3 separate regions of the Sus scrofa genome follow, and regions 2 and 3 are each linked to region 1. The links are chromatin contacts, called in public Hi-C maps. All regions are on one chromosome and are shown on one strand. The core of a region is the stretch at or near the end of the contact, and the rest is flanking DNA. Distances in the headings are between cores, read along the strand shown.

Evidence for each region. Hi-C and Micro-C count contacts between places; a contact is called where the count stands out from the background.
Region 2: a contact with region 1 is called in a Hi-C map of embryonic fibroblasts, with 2.0 times the contacts expected there. The contact joins two enhancer-like sites. A contact is called at or near these places in 4 of 47 Hi-C or Micro-C datasets (embryonic fibroblasts and fibroblasts).
Region 3: a contact with region 1 is called in a Hi-C map of embryonic fibroblasts, with 1.7 times the contacts expected there. The contact joins two enhancer-like sites. A contact is called at or near these places in 4 of 47 Hi-C or Micro-C datasets (alveolar macrophages, embryonic fibroblasts, omental adipose tissue and 1 more) and 1 of 2 datasets of contacts at active chromatin or transcription factors (skeletal muscle).

What each region holds. Positions count from the first base shown.
Region 1 is chr2:33,515,231-33,518,747 of Sscrofa11.1, reverse strand. No RefSeq gene overlaps it. Among named protein-coding and RNA genes, the nearest start is that of SLC5A12, 44 kb to the left of the region's middle. Within about 2 kb of position 1,582, at least 4 of the 83 cell types and tissues checked have an H3K27ac peak or open chromatin away from gene starts, as enhancers often do. A contact at or near this core is called in embryonic fibroblasts, where this site is marked.
Region 2 is chr2:33,371,792-33,375,356 of Sscrofa11.1, reverse strand. No RefSeq gene overlaps it. Among named protein-coding and RNA genes, the nearest start is that of FIBIN, 42 kb to the right of the region's middle. Within about 2 kb of position 1,681, at least 10 of the 83 cell types and tissues checked have an H3K27ac peak or open chromatin away from gene starts, as enhancers often do. A contact at or near this core is called in embryonic fibroblasts, where this site is marked.
Region 3 is chr2:33,338,400-33,341,710 of Sscrofa11.1, reverse strand. No RefSeq gene overlaps it. Among named protein-coding and RNA genes, the nearest start is that of FIBIN, 8.3 kb to the right of the region's middle. Within about 2 kb of position 1,635, at least 4 of the 83 cell types and tissues checked have an H3K27ac peak or open chromatin away from gene starts, as enhancers often do. A contact at or near this core is called in embryonic fibroblasts, where this site is marked.

The DNA.
Region 1 (3,517 bases), core at 333-2,832:
CTAGGGCCGCACCCGTGGCATAGAGAGGTTCCCAGGCTAGGGGTCTAATCAGAGCTGTAGCCTCCAGCCTAAGCCAGAGCCACAGCAACACGAGATCCAAGCTGTGTCTGCAACCTGTACCACAGCTCAAGGCAATGCCAGATCCTTAACCCACTGAGCCAGGCTGGGGACCGAACCCACAACCTCATGGTTCCTAGTCAGATTCATTAACCACTGAGCCACAATGGGAACTCCCCAGAAAAAGTTTTCTTATAATGAGCAGAAATTTGTCTCCCTGCAGGCTATGCTTTATTGTCCTAATCTCATTCCTTTTAATCACACAAACTAACTTAAATGCCTTTCTTTTCTGATGGATCCTAATGAAATTTCAGAGATACTGTCAATGCAACTCTGAGTTTTCTCTTCTCCAGAAAAATTCTCCCTAGTTCCTGAAATTGTTTCTCCTAGGCCTTACCTCTAGATTCATTCGATATGTTGATCTATTTTTCATGTCACCCAGAACTAAACAAAATTCCTTTTTGAAAATAATACAAATAATAATTATTTACTGAAGAAAAATGAGAAAACACAGACAAAAAAAGTATTTTTAAATGACCTATAAAAATTTCCAGGCAAAAGGGCCCCCTTTGATATTTTGGCATAAAACCTTCCAAAATTACTCACATGCAAACATGCACTGTTAACTGTTAGCAGGATAGTTGTGTGAAACAAAATGTAAAAAATGATGACTTCTATGTCTATTTCTGAAAAGAGACACACACACAAAAATCCCATTGGAGTAGATTGTTTTTTTCCAGAAAATGTCATTTAGCTACTTCCTAATAGCTATGTAAATATGTTAGTTGTAGCCCCTGATTCTCTAAAGCAGAGAAGCATCTGCTATAAAATGGCAGGGAGGAAATGAAACAACTGCTTAAAAGATTTATGGGTCACTTAAGGCCTCTATTGCTGCTGCTTTCCCCCTACTCCTCCTCTTCTTTCTTCTTCATTTATTAAGAAAAAAAAAAAAAGGTTAAAACCATTCTTGGTTTACAGGCCATACCAAAATGGGGCCCTGACGAGATTTTGCCAGCATGCTATAGTTTGTCTAACTCTGTTCCAGAGGAAGAATTTAACACAGCTTCTCAATTACTGACAAATGTTGTGCCCCCTCAATCTCCTTGGCACATAGAGCTGACTCCTGGGGAGCATTTGGGTAAATCTGGAGCCTCCTGAAAAGAAATGAATGCCTTATATACTGGCTTCTGAAGTTAAACTCTATTGGAGATTTTCTGATGGGTCGAGATGTTCCCAACTGAGATGTGACAAGTAGAAAATATACCAAGAGATCCAAACCTGAACTAGCAACAGGAGAAACAGACATCTGGCTTATTGTTCTAGACCTTTGCATGGTTGGAGAAGAGAACTGACTCTAACATGGTTCATGACTAACTAAGCTAGTTTAGTCAAAAGGTTATGCTTTGGAATTAATGACTAAGGGTATGAGTATATTCTTGGCAAATCATAATCCTCAAAGGAATCAAGTGGTGAGCTCTCTGTTTTACTCATAGTTTATGCTGTAGTAACAATCACTCAAAATCTCTGTGGTTTAACAAGATAAAGGCTTATGTATCGCTTCCAGTGTGGTGGACAGCTCCCCCTGATAGCTCGCTTGTACAGCTCTCCTATTGCACAAGACCTTCTACATAATCAGTCAGGGATCCAGGCTCCTTCCATCTTATGATGTCACCATTTTAATGCATAACGATATTTTCTGTGCATGGGGAAGAAATAGCATGGGCAAGTATTCAGGGTATTATGCACAAGTCTGAAATTGCCAGACCTCACTTATTTTCACATGCATTTCTCAGAATCTATTCAACCTAATTTCAAAGGAGGCTAGGAAATAGAGTTGCCCTATGTGCCCAAGGGGAAAAAAATACTATTTACTATCTAACCAATCTTGGCCACATTCCCTTTACCAATACATAGGTATGGGATAGGGTTAGGGTAGCGTATGTAGCCTCTGAAAAGATCTGAAGCAGAAAGAGTGTAACTACAGTAGTGACTAGTATGTGTAATAATTTTAGATACAAGTTTTCATTGACATACATAGGAATGATGGCATTCGAGACGAGCCTAGGAACTATTTTAGCTCTTTAGTTCTCTTTGCCTGGCATCTGGAACCTAGATGTAATCAATCTCTTGGAACTGAGCAACCTCTGGGGGTTTTCAGAAACAAGAAGGTGGAGAATAAGAGAAACAGGACATCCTGCCAAGTTAGACCAATGAGGGTTTGAGCAATTTATTCAAATACTATATTTTGTGACTTCATATATGATGCAAGCTGATGAAGTAGGACCTACTCTTTACAAATGTGTATGTGTGTGTGTGTGTGTTTACAAACATACTAGAATAATTTCTTCTCATGTCAATGTTAAGGCTGATTTTCCCAGCATGATCTGAACATATCTATTAGAAATCATCTATTACTTTCTTGATTTTGATATCTTGACTCTCAGTAGAGCCTATGAGTAAATGAATATTTAGTAACTACATTATGCTATTTGCACCTAATGATGTCTAAAATCCCGAAGCTTCTCCCCTGTGTTCCTTATCTCTTCTATTTTGTGTTTGTGCAATTCACCTTGGTGATTCACACTTGCTGTTTTTACAACCTTCAGCATATTTTCTTCCCTTCTCTTAGTGAGAACAACAAATTAAATTTGAAATGAATCAGGGTAAGTGGAGAGATTATATTTTTTTATTTTTTTTGAATGGTTGCACCTGCAGTATACGGAAGGTCGAATTGCACCTGCATTTGCAAACTACATCATATTTTGTGGCAACACCAGATCCTTGACCCACTGAGCAAGGCCAGGGATCAAACCTGCATCCTCCTAGACACTATGTCGGGTTCCTAACCAGCTGAGCCACAACAGGAACTCCAAAGTTATAATTAAAATGCTATTCTCAGGGAGTTCCCATTGTGGTGCAGCAGTTAACGAGCCCAACTAGTAACCATGAGGTTTCGGGTTCGATCCCTGGCCTCATTCAGTGAGTTAAGGATCCGGCATTTCCATGAGCTGTGGTGTAGGTTGCAAACGTGGCTTGGATCCTGCATTGCTCTGGCTGTGGTGTAGGCCAGCAGCTACTGTTCCGATTCAACCTGGGAACCTCTATATGCCATGAGTGTGGCCCTACAAAAAAAAACACACAAAAAAACTATTCTCTAGTGTAGAAATGTTCATATAACTGAGCATTTAGACTCATTTTGCCCAGGATACTTAGTCTCATACAAAATGAGTCAGACTGAGAATAAGAATGGGCACACATTTTCATTTAAGAAGTGTCCCTTCATGAGAATTAAAGATGTTCTTATTATCTAGGTAGCTAGAGTGGACTTTTCCTATCTTTTTTGGGGGGTAGTTTCCCAGCTTTCTCATAATGTCTAGGAGTTAGCGTCTATCTTTCAAATATTTTTTATTAAGAATAGCCAGGATTTCACCCTGTTATGTATGATCCAACAATACATAAA
Region 2 (3,565 bases), core at 432-2,931, 140 kb after region 1:
TTATTTGTAAAATCCACTTATTAAACACATCTTTGTTGAGTAACTGCTAGGTGACAGTTATTAGGCTATAGTCAGGGGTAGTAAAAAGACAAGCCAGTGGCCTAGTGAAGAAACAGTTACACAATTATGCAAACAATTTTCTTACAGGTTGATGAATGCCAGAAACAGATTTTCTAAACTGCTACATAAAGAGGCACTTGACTCTTCCTGAGTCACAGCAACCTTCGCAGACGCAGACGAGGTGAGTGTTTTGGTGAGTCTTAAAATATGAATAGGGGTTTTGCAGAACTAAAGAGTAGACCAGGGCATTTTGGATAAACATTACCACATGGGAAAAGACATGGAGATACGAAGGGGTGTGAGATGTTTTAGCAAGCACAAGTCATTTGGAAACTAAGCAGAGGTGGGCAAGGACCCAAGAAAGCATCTTATGCATCACACTAATGAGTTTGGACTTGATTTAGTAGGCAGTAGAGAATTACTGGCATGTCAGAAAAAGGGAAGTGGCAAGATCAACTCCACACTTTGGAAAGATCATGACAACATTGTAACAGTAAAACCAGAAGTTAAGGAGACCAGCTAGGATACAATTTCAAGGGTCTATGTAAGAGAGAAAATTGTCAGTTTGGGTTAAGCTGGTAACACTATAGGATAGTATAAGGACCTTTCTCAGAAACTATTGCATAGGTAGAATCAATGGCCTGGGTTTTATTAGATATAGGGATTAGGAAGACAAAATAAAAATAATACATTTTTCTTACACTATGAGGAGGTAAAAAAGAACTCAGATTGTGGATAAGAAAGTACCTAAAAAATGCAAAGCTTACTATATATGTAAAGGTATTTTATTATCACAAGATCTTATTACCAAATACTATTTCAGTTTACATGTTAGCACAAGGAAATGAGTTCACTGTGTTGTGGACAAAGTAAAACCATGCCAAAGAGAAGGATGCAATACGTAATTTTGAATTCATTCATTTACTCCTCCAACCATCAGTATCAACACTATGGATCAGATGTTGCAGAGCAGGAGGGGGGCAGCAGGAAAGGATTGAGAGGTTATATTTTTCCAAAAGAACCTCATCTACTCCAATAAAGAGGCACCTTCTCAGAGCTACTCCAACCAATTATATAACAGCCCTTAAACAGAACTTCCCTAGGTGAGAGACAAAAAAAAAGTTGAAATGTGTGTATCTGATGTAGCCACTCCAACAAGCTGCCAAATTGAGATTTTTTTTGGTAATTAGCAAAACATCTGTAATAGGATTAGTGCCTCAGACATAGCTACAGCTTTCTTGAGAAAAGTAGGTATGGACACTGAGAGGGAAGAGGGTAGAGAATTTGGATGTGGACTTGACTCTAGCCCAGCTGTTTCCCATTTGAAGAGAGGATAAAGGATAGACACTGAGTCAGTGGGAAAGCATCAAGACAAAAGTGAAAAAGGGCTTGATATCAAATCACCCTGGTCCTGAGCTGACTCAAGTGCATACCACTGGCATGTGGTGAGAAAACCTTCCGTTCTTTCCACAGTCCTGGGAGCTAGACTTGGTTGCCAAAAAATGTCCCAGTAAAAATATTTATATGAAAACAACACAAAGGCCGTGTTAAGAGCACTTCTGACCTCTTAACAGTTTGACCTCATCTCTCCCCAACAACAAGAACTTGGAAACGCTCCGTCTCTGTGTGAATGATGCAAGGCTGGGTTACACTAGGTGGTTTGAGCACTTCCCCCTGGCTCTGAGCCTTCACAGATTGGGAAGAGCATGGGGAAACACCAGTGCATTACAGGAATCCTTTTATGGAAAAGGGTGTTCCTGTAGAGATAGCCCTGGGCAAGTTATTGCAAGATTTAGGCACTACCTCTTTAACTGGGTAAAGAGCCTGGCTGCACTCACTCATATGTTGAATCAACCTATTGGCCAATATTAGTCAGCACATACAATGTGGAAGGTGCAATGCTAAATGCAGAGGAAAATGTTTTGAAAAAAACAGACAGGGTCCCTATCTTTGCAGACCTCCCTACAGTGGGAAAAAGACATGAAAATAATGAGCCTTGGACTTCCTGGTTTTTTTAATCAGATGTTCATAGACTTTCTAGCTTTGGTCTTACCCATGCTATTTTCTGCATTTCTTTTTCCAATATCTACTCAGCCTATGACTCATTGGTTCACATTCTGTGCCCTTTTATTCCTATTGATCAAAATTCTATTTATCCATCTCTTTGAGTACTCAAAGAGACACCCATCCAAGAAAAGATCAGACAAAGTTGACTTCATGTGAGTGATGGCCAGGCTGAAGCCAGGGCTGGATTCAGAGGGGTCATGCAAGCTTTGGGCTGAGTGAAGCATTTGGCCAAACTATGAAGTAGGCAAGTCTTGTCTTTGATGACCTGCACTTTCTCAACCGACACTATTCCTTCCTGTCTGGAATCCCATTGTTCACTTTCTTCCTCTGCATGGACCAACCCTCTTCCTTATCTCTAGCTTCCATATTTGTGCTTCAAACCTCAACCTAACTGCACCCTTGTGGTGGGACTTTCCTGCTTCCCATTTTCCCTGGGTGCAGTTTCCTTAAACACCCTTAGTACTTTGTGCTTCTTTGGGGACATCCGAGACTGTCTTTTGTTTTGCTGTTATATCATTTTGCTTTTGACTGAAATGGAACTGCCTTATACAACTTTGTATTTTATGCAGCTAGAAGTTCAGAACTTTACATATAATAGGTACTTAATTAGAACACTTTCATACAGGCCCTCAGGTTAGAGGGAGCCTGTTTTTGAACTTTGACCTTTTTTTTTTTTTTTTTTTGTGGTCTTCTCTAGGGCCGCACCCTCTGCATATGTAGGTTCCCAGGCTAGGCTTTGAATCGGAACTGTTGCTGCTGGCCTACACCAGAGCCACAGCAATGCCAGATCCAAACTGAGTCTGCAACCTACACCCACACAGTTCATGGCAATGCTGGATCCTTAACCCACTGAGCGAGGCCAGGGATTGAACCCTCAACCTCATGGTTCCTAGTTGGATTCGTTAACCACTGAGACATGATGAGAACTCCAGAAACTGAAAGATATTGAACAGCCCCTATTTCCCCAGAACTCTCCTTTACTTATTTTCTTGTAATTCCATGGTTTACAGAAAGGTTCTACACTACAGCCCATGGGCCAAATCTGACCTCAAACCTGTTTTTGTAAGTAAAGTTTTATTGGAGCACAACCATTTACATATTTGCTATATTACACGTGTAGAGTTTAATAGTTGCAATAGACTATGTGGCCATCATTGGGAAAGCCTAAAATACTGACCATCTGACCCTTTTACAGAAAAAGTGCCAAATCCTAATTTCTGATTAAGGCTCTTTTTCTTTAGAAAACCCCTCTGAGAATTCGACCCCTCTATATCCTATAGGTGTTGGAAATTACAACAACTCTGGCTCAGGTCATCAGTGTCAGAAAGTGAGACACATGGACAAGGAGAAATCTCAACAAGGCTCTTTACTTCTGCAAAAGGGTGCAGACACTGCAGAAAGTGTGCGTGCCGAACAAAGGAGCCTCCCCTATTTATCC
Region 3 (3,311 bases), core at 386-2,885, 180 kb after region 1:
AAAATTGGCAATGAAAATTCCAATCCATGAAAATCTAGGAATTTAGCCTCAAAGTCTACAGTAATGGAACACTCTATGTTTTATTTTGACAGTGGAATGAGTCTACCAGAGGTTCCTGAATCCACAGGACTTGGGTATCTGGCTCCAGGGCCAAGTGGTTTAGGAGGCCAATGCATATCAGAGTCTGCAATGTGCAGATCCAGGATCAGGATGTCAGAGAAGCATTCTGCTCAAAGAATGTGAAGTCTGGCGCTCCAGGAGGTGAGTGCTTTCAGAATGTGGCCCAAGTTCTTCTACCTCTGGGTGCTATTTTCCTTTCTTTGTTTCTCTTTTTCCTCCTGAAATTCTATTGCGGAAAATGTGAAGAATGCACACCAATTTGAAGAAGAACCTGCCATTACTTACAATTTCTCCATAAAAATAAATGTGCTACCTTTTATTACATCACCATTTTGGCTTTCTGTTGTTTCTTTTGCTGTCATTTTCTTTAGCAACCATTTTAATAAAATGGAAATCAATTATGATACAATAATATATATAAAATAAATAGTATATGTCATAAATCATTTAGCATATATAATATAGTATCATATCATACTTGTTCCCCATTTTATTTAAAAAAAATCTTTACCTTTACTTATCAAAAGGTGTAAAATATTTCCAATCCATGGATGTACCATGTATTTAAATTTTTTTTCTATTGGGGACATCTCTCTTGTTTCTAGGTATCTATTCTTGGGCACAATGCAACAATGAACATCTTTGCTCATAACCCGTTCTAAGCATTTCTGTTTATGTTTTTGGTTTATATTCTAAGAATACAATTACTAGGTCCAAATATATGAAAAATTTTAACTCTCCCAATACAAGTACCCATATCACTTCGCAGAAAGGTAAGCCCATTAATATTCCATTTTCAGTGTGTGATATACTGATTTTTATGACATTAAAACAATAAGAAATATAATTATTTTATACTGAGATATTATGACAAACATTATTTCACTGTTATTTTAATTTTTGGCTTTTCATTACTTGCAAGGTTACGTACTTCATATGTTAAATATGTATGTAATTTTCTCTACTGAAAACTGCCTATTCATGTCATTTGCTCATTTATCTTCTAGGGTGATAGTGTTTTTCTTATCGAGTTCTGTGTTGACCATCTTCTTTAAAAGTCTTCTTTAAAAAATGTCAATTCAGATCTGCCCATTTTTAATTGGATTGTTTATTTTTTTGCTATTGAGTTAGATGAGTTCTTTATATATTTTGGATATTAGCCCCTTATCAACTACATAATGATTTTTACATACACTCTTTTATGTAACTAAATATATCATACTTTTCTTTTACAGCTCTTTCATTGTTTTATTTGCTGTTCACTTATGAGCTATAACAGCCTGCTAAGTATAAGATAGGCTGTGACTCAGACTCACTCCCAACAAAAAAGCATTGCTTGTCATGAACAAAAACTTTGCAGAAAAAATTCATCAGTAAATGAGAATGCTTGCCCAGTCCAAATAATCCTTAGCTGCATGATATTTAAACTCTGTTAAAGAGTCTTAACCACATTAGTGAATTGTGTCTCAAATCTAGACCACTGAGTCATCTTACAGTAATAGTTCAAAACACATGGTCAGTTACCTCATAATCATTTGTTTAATACTTCTAGCAACAACTATTTGCTGAGCACCTCCTCTGAATGTGATCAGACTGAAGAACATCCCAGTTTTAAACAAGTACATGCCCCAAAGTAAGATTCAATACCTAAACAGCATATTTAAGTGAATTGTTATATGGCAGATGTCTAGATGAGCTTACTTTTCTACCTCCATCTGTTTGACATTTAACATCATCAGGGTCATCAGCAAAGAGTAGTAGATGAAGAAGGTGGGAAGTAAAGTGTGGGTATTTGTTAGGCAGCATAAACAAAGATGCAAAATAAGAAGTGGGGTAAATTGCACCCAGCTTGGAATCTGGAAGTAAGGTTTCTGAAGTCTATTCAGACTTCCCCTCCCAAAGGCAAAAATGACCAGCCCATTTTTGACTCATCCTCAAAACAGCCTCTTATCATCCTCTTCCAACTGCATTTCTTTAGATTTAAAAAATTAGACTTGGATTCCAAACATAATCAAGGACTCGTTCACTACAGGACAATTTAAAAGTAGTCAAGGTCTTGGGAAAAAAAAAAAAAAAAAAAGCAGCCAAGAACAAAGAAACCCAAGTGTAGAAGATATTCCTCTGTTCTAACAAAGAAAAGAAAGAAAATGTGAATGTTGAGCCTGTCACAACCCTGCATTCCCCACCCCAGATGATTTTTTAAGGGGTATCTCTTTGGCCATTTAGTGGGCTTTATGAGTTGATTGAGACCAGAAACAGCAGAATGCCCTAAATAAGGATACTGACTCAGCCCCATTGCTCCTCAGTAACATCAGTCAGCGGCTCGTGGCTTAAAAGATGTGGCGATCAGATGGGAATTGCTACTCCTTCAAATCATCAGTCTTTGCGGGACCCTCTCCTATGATCCTCACTGTACACTTCAATTTGCAAACTCTTCACACCCCATGATCCCCACAACCTCAACAGATTGAGGTTGAGTGTCTGCTGCTGGTTTCTCCATGTGGCTGCTGAACAAAGTGCTTGCAAACTGAAGTGAGACCAATAAGTTTGCTCTCTCATACTCTCTCTCTCTACCTTTTCTCATCTCCTCCAATTCTATTGGAACTGAGGATTAAAATGATAAGGAAAAATAAAAACACTGCTCAAAGAGGGGAAATAAAGCAGGCCAGATTCTTCTTCAGTCTGGCTTGATCACAACTGACAACCGAAGCATGTGTTTTCAACAGCAGAAAAGTGAAAATCTGTACCATGCAAATAACAAACTACCCTGCAGGGTGGTTTGATGCTTCTGAAGCTTACAGACCAAAACACTCTAGGACCATATGTACAGACTGCTGCAGAGTTTACTTAGAATAGGTCAAAATTCACCTTTAAGCAATAGTCCTTTCTCAATGTTCTGACTATTGGAATTCATAGGGCTCTTTGCCTTCTCTCCTGCCAGGATCATCCAAATTAAGTGTGAGACATCACTGGCTGACTGTTGGCTGGATAAAACATGTACTCAAATAAGATAGATTATCTGACGGTTATTAAATAGGAGATTCCTTAAATTCTACAGTTGATCTATGATAACAACTAACACATATTTGGCCCTTGCTATATGCTTGCCTCTGTGCTAATCACAGAGGAAAATAAAGGTAAATAAAACACACCCTTACCCTCAGGAACTCACAGTTACATGGGGGAGATAG